Linked DNA regions of Triticum aestivum: region 2 is linked to region 1. The links are chromatin contacts, called in public Hi-C maps. All regions are on one chromosome and are shown on one strand. Each heading gives the region's core, a stretch centred on a gene start, on an enhancer-like site or on the middle of the called end of the contact. The rest is flanking DNA. Distances are from core to core; before and after follow the strand shown. Region 1 holds the start of LOC123092563 (cysteine-rich receptor-like protein kinase 2). Region 2 has its middle 10 kb from the start of LOC123189819.

Region 1 (5,254 bases), core at 1,592-4,091:
GGCGACTTGTCGGAGTTCGACATCAGAGACATTGATGACCCCGAGCTTTCGCTCTTCGCGTTCGACCCCTTTATGTTGATGAACGGAGGCTCGGTAGGCCGGGGCAGCACCCTATCACCACTTCCCAGCATCTCCACCACCTTCCACATCGGGGGTCTGAGGTTCGGCGACGCCTGCGCGCACAGCAGCCCGACTTGGAACACCTTGAGAGCTTCCGCCTCCGAGCATTGGTCGCGGAGGTTCGGGTCCAGGAGCTCCATGAGGGTGCCGGCGTTGTAGTGCTTCCATAACTGAAGATGGAAGGATGCCAGCATCAGGTTGTCTGAAATGCTACAGTATGCTAGTACTTGACAAAAGAGGTGAAATGGGAGAATTAATGTACCTGTGACATGAGGGACAACCCCTCGGCCGATGACGCCACGGAGTTGTGGTTCTTGCGGCCGGTGACGATCTCAAGGACCAGCACGCCGTAGCTATAGATGTCGGCCTTCTCCGTCAGCTGCCCGTGAACGATGTACTCCGGAGCCATATATCCACTGCAAAAATGTAGGCATGGTCGGTTCTATTTCTTCGGACACATTGCACAATTTATCGCAACATTTCCTTCAACCCTTGATCAGATTAGATGGCTTTTTTTTTTGGCGAGGTGACCAGATTAGATGTTTTGGACAAGTGAACTTACAATGTTCCGGCGAGGCCGGTGCTGAGGTGGGTCTGATCTTCCATGAAGTTCCTTGCCAAGCCGAAATCGCCAATCTTAGGTCTGAACCTCTCATCCAACATCACATTGCTGGCCTTGATGTCCCTATGTATGATCCTGACCTCGGAGCCACTATGGAGGTATGACAAACCCTCCGCCGCCCCGAGGACAATCTCCGACCGCCGCTCCCAGTCCAACGCATTCTTCTTGAAAGCATCTGCATCACCAAGCATTTAGGATGAGTTAAAATGAAAATCTACCATTTCAAGTAGTATGACATGTTTTTCCAGAATGCAGGGTTTTTTTTTTAATTTTCTTACCAAAGAGGTAGTGATCGAGGCTGGTGTTGCAGAGGTACTCGTAGACGAGGAGGCTCTCGGGGCCCTCGACGCTGCACCCGAGGAGCTTGACGAGGTTCTTGTGCTGCACCTGGCTGACGAGCTTCACCTCGTTGAAGAACTGGTCGGTCCACTGCCGCGTGTTGAGGTAGAGCCGCTTCACGGCGATCTCCCGGCCATCCGGAAGCACGCCCTGTGATATCCATCATATATTATCAGGATGTCAACTTCAGATGAAGCAAGCATTTCAAGAAAGATGATCGATGAAATTCAGTGTTGCATTGTGCCAAAATGTGCGGTGTTCCAAATGGCACGGCAATGTACATACCTTGTAAACTGAACCGTAGCCGCCCTGGCCGAGCTTGTTGATCTGATTGAAGTCATCGGTCGCCTTGCGCAGCTCCTCGTACCGGAAGCCGAGCTGCGACGACATGATGGTGCGGATGATCTCGCCTGAGCCGTCCATGTCTACACAGTGTCAGAAACTCTCGTCAGATTATCATAGTATTAGTGCAGCATCAGATATTCAGATGCACTATGTGGTTGCAATTTTACAGTTTTGCATACCGTCGTGGAGGTCGTCTCTCCTGGGCCTCATTCGTGTCCAGATGAATACTATGCCGACGACCGCCATGGCGGAGAGGATGGAGGCGAAGACGATGATGATTATGTGCCGGTCTGCCATGGATAATTAATTCGGAAGAAGAAGAAAAAAGATGTCATTTTCATGGCGTTTCATACGGATATTTTTTTGTTGCTGTTTTCAGGCTCTGAAACCTGAAATATCGGTACGTGAATGCGCCGTTGCTGTCAGCAAAATTCAGACACGACACGGCACGACACTTGGACCAAGAACGGAATTACGACCGAGAATGTGTGTGCTGTACTCACTGGATGATCCGCCGCCGCCGCCGGCTTTCGCCGGCAGGTAGAAGGGCTGCGTGGAGTACCTGACGACGCAGCCGGCGTTGAGCCCGTACCCCTCGGCGGCGCCGGGAAGGCACTGCCGCACCACCCGGTCGCGCGCGCTGGCCGTGCATGCCGCGCACGCGGTGGCGTTCAGCGACCTCCAGCACTGCGCCGCCGCGTACACCCGCGCGCCGGTCGGCATCGCGGACGCCGACGCCGACCCGGCGTAGTAGTACCCCCTCGCACCCGGCGCGGTCGCCGTGACGTTGCGCACCAGCGCGGCGGCCGCGGCCGCGAACGCCGGGGTCGCCGGCGCGGTGTCGTTGGAGCACAGGAACGTGTCGCTGGCGTCGGTGGCGGCGGCGGTGAAGTCGCCGGCGCCGTAGCGGAGGAAGCAGCCGTCGACGTAGATGCGGCCGCCGTCGGCCGGGAGGCAGTGGGGCAGCTTCACGCGGCTCTGCGCGTAGCAGAGCTGGCAGTCGGTCGGGGAGAGGTAGGCGAGGCACTGGCCGAGCCCGAAGACGGAGAAGTTGCCGCCGGAGCCGGAGGAGGCGGCGCCGAAGCCGGAGCGCGTCACGTTCTGGTAGATGAGCTCCAGGGTGTTGACGAAGCTCACGTCGAAGGACTCCGGGTCGGCCGCCTGCCTGGACCCGCACACCGTGTCCAGGATCGCCGGCGCCGCGACCGCGTCCGCGCCCGCGGCGGCGACGGCGACGGCCCCGGCGAGGACGAGGCACCGGAGCACGCCCGCCGCGGCCGGGGGAAGAGAGTGGCGGCCGCGGGGTCTTCCCGGACGTGGCTGCATGGCGGCGTGCTCGCGCACCTGCAGGCGTGCCAGCGCGTGCGTGCGTGCGTGCGCGCGGGTGGACGATTGTTTTGCCTCTGGGCGCGGCGGGTCTCCGGGTTTTGTACGGTGGCACGTTGAGGTGTGTCGTTTCTTTCGTTCATTCAGGTCTGAACTGCTTCAAGTGGCCGGCCGGCTGCTATGGCTTCTGTGCACTGATGTGGCAGGTAGGTGGGACAGTTGAGGGCGTACTACGTGCCACATCATTCGGCACCAAAGAAATTAAGCAAGCAGTAACAAAAACAAATCCCGTGATCCACTCACGTAGTTGAGATCCAACTATCCCCGAATTGGCTCCATTTTCTTTCTCAGAATCTACTAACCTGTCACAGCCATCTGATAGAACACGAAATCTTTTTTTCTTCTTCTTTTTTTTTTGCCGGAAAGATAGAACACGAAATCTGATGTAATACTACAAAAAAGATGAGAACATCATCAATGGATGGTACACGGTCTGTACAAAAGGGCACTAGTAGAAAAAACCCCATTTGTCCCGGTTGATAAGGGTCTTTTGTCCCGGTTCACAAACCGAGACTAAAGGGTCGTTACTAATGCCCTAACCCTTTAGTCCCTGTGAACCGGGACTAAATGGTCGTTACTAATGCCTTAACCTTTTAGTCCCGGTTCTTACACGAACCGAGACAGATGGGCCTCCACGTGGCCGGTGCGCCGAGCCCAGGCAGGAGGGCCTTTGAACGAGGTAGTGGGATACCGACGATCGAATCTCGGGCAAGTAACGTACCGATTGACAAAGGGATTGAATACGGAATTGATTGAATCCTTGACATCGTGGTTCATCCGATGAGATCATCGTGGAACATGTGGGAGCCAACATGGGTATCCAGATCCCGCTGTTGGTTATTGACCGGAGAGTCATCTCGGTCATGTCTGCATGTCTCCCGAACCCGTAGGGTCTACACACTTAAGGTTCGGTGACGCTAGGGTTGTAGAGATATTAGTATGCGGTAACCCGAAAGTTGTTCGGAGTCCCGGATGAGATCCCGGACATCACGAGGAGTTCCGGAATGGTCCGAAGGTGAAGATTTATATATAGGAAGTCCAGTTTCGGCCATCGGGAAAGTTTCGGGGGCAATCAGTATTGTACCGGGACCACCGAAAGGGTCCCGGGGGTCCACCGGGTGGGGCCACCTATCCCGGAGGGCCCCATGGGCTGAAGTGGGAGGGGAACCAGCCCCTGGTGGGCTGGTGCGCCCCCCATGGGCCTCCCCCTGCGCCTAGGGTTGGAAACCCTAGGGGTGGGGGGCGCCCCACCTGACTTGGGGGGCAAGTTTCCCCCCTTGGCCGCCGCCCTCCCTTGGAGATTGGATCTCCTAGGGATGGCCCCCCTAGGGGTCCTATATATAGTGGGGGGAGGGAGGGCAGCCGCACCCAAGCCCTTGGCGCCTCCCTCTCCCCTCGTAACACCTCTCTCTCTCTCTCTCTCTCTCTCTCTCTCTCTCTCTCTCTCTCTCTCTCTCTCGTTGGAGCTTGGCGAAGCCCTGCTGAGATCACCGCTGCTTCCACCACCACGCCATCGTGCTGCTGGATCTCCATCAACCTCTCCTTCCCCTTGCTGGATCAAGAAGGAGGAGACGTCTTCCCAACCGTACGTGTGTTGAACGCGGAGGTGCCGTCCGTTCGGCACTTGGTCATTTGTGATTTGGATCACGACGAGTACGACTCCATCAACCCCGTTCTCTCGAACACTTCCGCTCACGATCTACAAGGGTATGTAGATGCACTCCCCTTTTCCCTCGTTGCTAGATGACTCCATAGATTAATCTTGGTGATGCGTAGAAAATTTTAAAATTCTGCTACGTTCCCCAACAGTGGCATCATGAGCTAGGTCTATGCGTAGTTTCTATGCACGAGTAGAACACAAGTTGTTATGGGCGTTGATTTTATCAATTTACTTGCCGTTACTAGTCTTATCCTGATTCGGCAGCATCGTGGGATGAAGCGGCCCGGACCGACCTTACACGTACGCTTACGTGAGACTGGTTCCACCGACTAACATGCACTAGTTGCATAAGGTGGCTAGCGGGTGTCTGTCTCTCCCACTTTAGTAGGATCGGATTCGATGAAAAGGGTCCTTATGAAGGGTAAACAGAAATTGGCATATCACGTTGTGTTTTTGGCGTAGGTAAAAAACGTTCTTGCTAGAAACCTATAGCAGTCATGTAAAAAAACTTGTAACAACAATTATAGGACGTCTAACTTGTTTTTGCAGCATGTGCCATGTGATGTGATATGGCCAAAAGGATGTGATGAATGATATATGTGATGTATGAGATTGATCATGTTCTTGTAATAGGAATCACGACTTGCATGTCGATGAGTATGACAACCGGCAGGAGCCATAGGAGTTGTCTTAATTTATTCATGACCTGCGTGTCAACATAAACGTCATGTAATTACTTTACTTTATTGCTAAACCGTTAGCTATAGTAGTAGAAGTAATAG
Region 2 (5,254 bases), core at 1,875-4,374, 85 kb after region 1:
TAGAAAGGCTTTCTCAGATGATTTTTTCGCGTTGACGCTGAAAAAACGGTCTAGACGCGTCCGCGCCGGAGCACGTCCGTCGCGGCGGGATCCGTGCATTGGCAGTGGCCGTGCTTCTCGGCGTGGGTGCAGCGGTGCAGGAGGTTTGCATCAGCTCGTGCCTGCATCAAGGAACGGATGATTCCTGCGTTTCCGCTCAGCCTGGCTGGGGAGCCCTATTTGCATCAGTTGGGCCAGGCCCAGTTACATGTGCAATCTACCAAACATTCAGTTTATTGCACGAAGGATGCTAGCCAGATGCGAGTTGGGCAACCAAACATGCCCTAAGAGCATAGCCGCGCCCCAGAAAGGTCTCCCCAAGCGATTTTTTCGCGCCGGCGCTGAAAAAACGGCCCAGACGCGTCCCAGAAGCCCGATTTTCGCCGGCATGGGCCGAAATCAGCGTCGGCGAATCCAGACCAAACCCGGCGCGCTGGGGGGCGCCCGGGGGCGCCGGGGCAAGTGGTTTTGACGCGAAAAAACCGCGGGCCAGCTGCGTCAGCGACATCGCGCCTCGTCTTCCCCCAACGCCTCGGTTCTCGCGGGGAATCAATGGCAAGGCTGCCGCCGCCGGTCAGCCTTGTCATTCATTCCTCAAGGGCGGCGCGTTACGGGACGGCGCGCCGACACCTTCCCTCCCTCACACGCGTACACATGGGCGCGGCGCGGCTATATAAACCGGTGTCCTCGCTCGCCTGTGGCCACACCAGCCCAGCCCTCGCCGCCGAGCTATACCTCTCCCGAGCGTCGCCGCCGAGCCTTCCCCTCTCCCGAGCGCCGCCGCCCAGCCCCTCCCCTCTCCCTCCCCTCCCCGATGGCCGAGCGTTTCCCCGGAGACGAGGCGGCGGCCAACGGATTCGGCCGCCGCACGCTCCGCGAACAGGAGTCCTGACTCCTATTCCAGGCGAACATCCCGGCGCCGCCGGACATGCGCGTCGGGCCGACGGGCTGGAGGCTCAGCAACGGGGGAGTGCCCATTCCCCTGTTGCCCGACGCCGTGGCCAAACCCGCCTACTTCACCGAGGAGAACGACGTCGTGCGCGCCTCCCTCACCGACGCCCAACTCTCCCTCCCCCAGTACGCCGCCGACAACCATGCGACTTGGGCGGCGTACTTCGAGCGCCGTCAGCAGCAGCGGATGCCGTCCACCAACGGCGCGGCGGTGGTCGGCGGCCTGAAGAACAGCGAGGGGCGCCACCTGTGGTGGGGCGTCCCCGGCCGCGCACTCGAGGGCGTGCTGACGCACCTCGAGGGCGGCAACGACCCGCCGTTGGCGTACCCCCCGGCGAGGGCGGCCGCCTAGGCGCACCACCGACGCGACGGGCCATGGGCGTCAAGGAGGTTCGGCTCCTCCTCTTCTTCCTCCTCATCGCGCTCTTCCTCGCACTCCTCCGACACTCCGGCGCTGCTCGGCGTTAAGGCCGAGCCCGCGGCGGAGTCGCCGCTCGGCCGGCACACTCGCAGTGCCGGCATCATCATCAACGAGGGCGGCCGGCGCGCCTCCCCGTCGGCTCCTCCTCCGCGCTTTGTCAAGCCAAAGACGGAGCCGGGGCTCGCGTCGGTGAAGGCAGAGCCGGAGCTCACCGCCGTGAAGACGGAGCACGGCGAGGTCGAGCGCGACGACGACGCGGCCCTTGAATGGGCACGCCAGGACTCCCTCAAGATGGCAATGGAGCGCCAGTGCGCCGCCCTGCAGCGCTTCGCGGAGCGCCGCCGGGGCCGCGACGAAGGAGGAGTCATCGTCATCGACGACGGCGACGACGACGGCGCGCCGCCACCGCCAGTCCGTCTTGGCGACGCCGGGTCCAGCAGGGGCGCCCGCGTCAAGGAGGAGAAGGCCGACGACGAGGATGGCGGCGACGACGGCGACTACTCGGTATTCAGCCAGTTTCTTTTAGATTAGTTTATTATATATTTACTATGTAATGAAAATCGGCGAACTTTGTCCAAATATATGCCAAGTTGATCAAAATTTGTCGTGTTTAGCCGAACTTTGCTGAACTGTGCCAAAATTTACTATATTTTTTATTTTTTAAACGCGCCCGAGGGCAACCTTGAGGCCGGCGGCTGGAAACCAACTCACCCCAGACCCATTTTTTACGCCGGCTCACCCCCAAACGACGATTTTAAGCGCCTTCTGGGAAAGCAATGGCTGAAGAGGCTCTAAGTTGCGTTGCGCTCCGCTGCGCGGTTTTAGACCGGAGCAATCCTTCATCCGTCCAAGTAATCACGGGCTACGTACACGTAGCCTCAAACGGATCGAATTGGTTGACTCCGGGCGGCTGCTCGGGAATTCTACGTGCCACGCGGTGCGCTGGCTAGCTAGCCGCCGGCGCAAAAGGCACAAATTTAACCTTAAAACAAAAGTATTTCATAAACTAAACTGTTTTTAAAAATATTTCACATCGCCCATCTTTTTGTATAACTCCCGACATCTAGGCACTGAACTCTATTGTGCAGCGTCCGACAGAATACAGCGTCCGACAGCTACACAGTAGAGTGCAGCACCTTGCTATCAGGCGCTGCACATTAGAGATCAGCTGGGTGAGAGTCAAATTTATGCCTTTTGCCGCTAGCCGGAGGTCCTCTACATGCTCCGTCCATCTCGCGGTGTCGATCTCGCAGTGGTCTGGTGTACACCTGTCGTTGTTGCCGGAGCGCCGGCTTTAGCTTTGCGTGGACGCCCGTGGTGCCAGCGCTTGGCCGCGGCCACCGGCCCTCCCCGGTGTCCCGATCCAGTGCGACCGCGGTGTCGAGGGAATACAGTTTGTATCGAATGCCTTGACTAATTCCCCTGAGGAATTGGTATAGAAAAAAATAAAAAAAATCCTATGAAACCTGTTGGAGAAAAGGTGTAGCCGCGGGCGTACCAGTCTGCACGCGCGGGCATTCTTTATTCTCAACCTCGTTGGGTTGAATTCAACGAGCAATCTTGAAACGCTGCTGACTCGATGGCACGCACATGCGCCGCGTCGTCCTGCAGCCAAACCAGACTGCCAAAACGCATTGTTTATTCACTGCAAAGTTTGCTTAAATAAAACCATCATTATTAAAAGATGCAGAGCATCGTCCATGGTCCATGGATGGCTAACCAATTAATTAAGCAGCCTTTACGAACGTTGGTTGTCTATATATATGACTATATCATCACGGGATTGATTGGACTGGATTCGCTGACTTCCGCGGACGCCGCGCTGTGCATCCGAGAGCGACTTGGCGTCGATGTCGTGGTGCCATGCCAGCTCGCCGGTGCCGCCGTCCACCGCATGTGATGATCGCGATGGACACGAGCCAGAGGAGCACGTCCGGGAGCAGAGGGCGCCGTGCCATTCCTCCCGTTCTCGGTCGGTACATGGCGGCGAGCTAGCTCGAGAGTCGTGATGCACGTCGTGTGTCCGCGACCCTCTTCCTTTACACTGCTTGCAGATTTTTTTTTTCTTTGGAAAACATAGCAAAAAAAGAGATGATAGAGATTTTTCTCGTCGAAAAGAGCAAACAGATGATGGGCTCCAGGGAGGGCTAAAGAAAACATTATTTCTACGTCACAAAAGAATCGAATTTTTTTGCACATACACGAATGCATATGGGAAAAGGCTGGTGTTCAACCGACTGATCTTTTGTTTTACGTCCGCCACGATTAGGCCCGCACGCCATATCTCTCCTTCGTCCTTATCTCCGTGGAACAACGCGGTCACTAATGCGTTTCTGTAGCTACTCCCATTCCTGCAACTGGTCACCAGTTTCGGAAAGCAAACCGCAACAAATGCTATGTTGCAGACCATCCGCCGGTCCCTTTGCTTGACATGTGTCCACCCACGTCTTATCTCTTCGTCTTTCTCCCTCATCTTATCTCTTTCTCAACCTCTCTCTCCTGTATACAAGTGTCCTATCAATGGCATGCATCTAGCAGGTGAGGAGGATGGTGACGACGCAAGCTGGTCGGAGGTCTGTCGCTCGTCGAGGGCGGCGCGATGGGGGGAATGGCAGTGCCTCTCCTCTCTCACCGCCGTCCGGCGGGCGCAAGTCGGTGGCGACGTGATGGTGGGGATGGGCGGTGCCGCTCCCCTCACCATCGTCCGGCGGGTGCTCGTGACGAACGACAATGGTGTTTTTTTTTGCAACATTCAATTTGTTGCAAGAAAGATTTCTGCAACATTAGTCATGTTGCAAAACTCTCTTTCGTACCACCATATAAAGGTGAAGGCAAAGAAAAAAAATTTACAACATCACCTCAGTTGCAAAGTTTTTCTGCAACAATACCTCTGTTGCAAAAAATCAAGACAGAAAAATAAATTCCGCAACACGACCTATGTTGCAAAAAAATAATACCCACAACACAACCTATGTTGCAGAAAAAATCCACAAGATAATCTGCAAGTGTTTCTGCAACAAGGTCTCTGTTGCGAAGTAGAGAAAGACGTGCATCCACTCGATTTATCAAATCCGATGGCTCGCGCGGTGACGGATCTTTTAAAAAGATCCGCCGGCCGACGCCTAGCAGCCCCATGCATATGTAGCACATCCAGGGAATTTTTTATAACAGTATACTTCCATATGCGGCGTACACAAAAAAAACAAAAACATGAAAATGCGCCATTTTTTGTTGTTGGGCCGGGATCTTGTTTTTGTAGCCTGCAAATCATAATATTTTTTGGATGAAAGTTTACAGATCCGTCGCGAATATGTATAAGTTGTTACATGTTTTTTTTTGTTTTTTAAACTTGAGAATATCATTTTTGGATCATTTGTAATACAGTCCTTTGATATCCCCATCCATAAAACTTCGCACTCCCTTTTTCGTGTGTTATAACTGTGACATTTCTCCTCTCTGATATGCACTCATGTTTGTAGAGTGTAATCCTCTTCTGTTATTGGGCTGGGCAGCAACTGTGAACTAAGCATAGCTTAGAGCACCTACGGTTGAGCTTCTCAAATGCGCCATATATGTTCGGGCGGACGGTTCAATGGGTGACAGGTCACAAAATCATGAGCCAGCCATCCCCCTCAAACCAGCCCTATTCGTCTTTTCGTACTTTTTATTTTTTTAATACATTTTATTTTTGTTTTTTCTTTATTTTTTTTTACTTTTTAATACTATATATAGTGATGCTATTCATTACCAGGATGCAGAATAAGTTATTCTTCATCTGAGGTAATCTTACGATCACTTCATAATTAAGTTACATTTGAAATTCAAATAGTTACATTCCTATTT

The links. Hi-C and Micro-C count contacts between places; a contact is called where the count stands out from the background.
Region 2: a Hi-C map of leaf shows a contact between it and region 1, with 7 times the contacts expected there. The contact joins the enhancer-like site here to the promoter of LOC123092563 in region 1. A contact is called at or near these places in 4 of 5 Hi-C or Micro-C datasets (leaf, root and an unstated tissue) and 1 of 1 datasets of contacts at active chromatin or transcription factors (leaf).

Annotation. Positions count from the first base shown.
Region 1 is chr1A:59,705,459-59,710,712 of IWGSC CS RefSeq v2.1, forward strand. It overlaps LOC123092563 (cysteine-rich receptor-like protein kinase 2), which reads right to left and starts at 2,842. Exons shown (of 7, transcript XM_044514391.1): 1 at 1,930-2,842; 2 at 1,606-1,716; 3 at 1,367-1,506; 4 at 1,021-1,231; 5 at 683-917; 6 at 383-536; 7 at 1-290. The coding sequence starts at 2,752.
Region 2 is chr1A:59,790,272-59,795,525 of IWGSC CS RefSeq v2.1, forward strand. No RefSeq gene overlaps it. Among protein-coding and RNA genes, the nearest start is that of LOC123189819, 10 kb to the right of the region's middle. Within about 2 kb of position 3,125, at least 2 of the 8 cell types and tissues checked have an H3K27ac peak or open chromatin away from gene starts, as enhancers often do. A contact at or near this core is called in leaf and root, where this site is marked.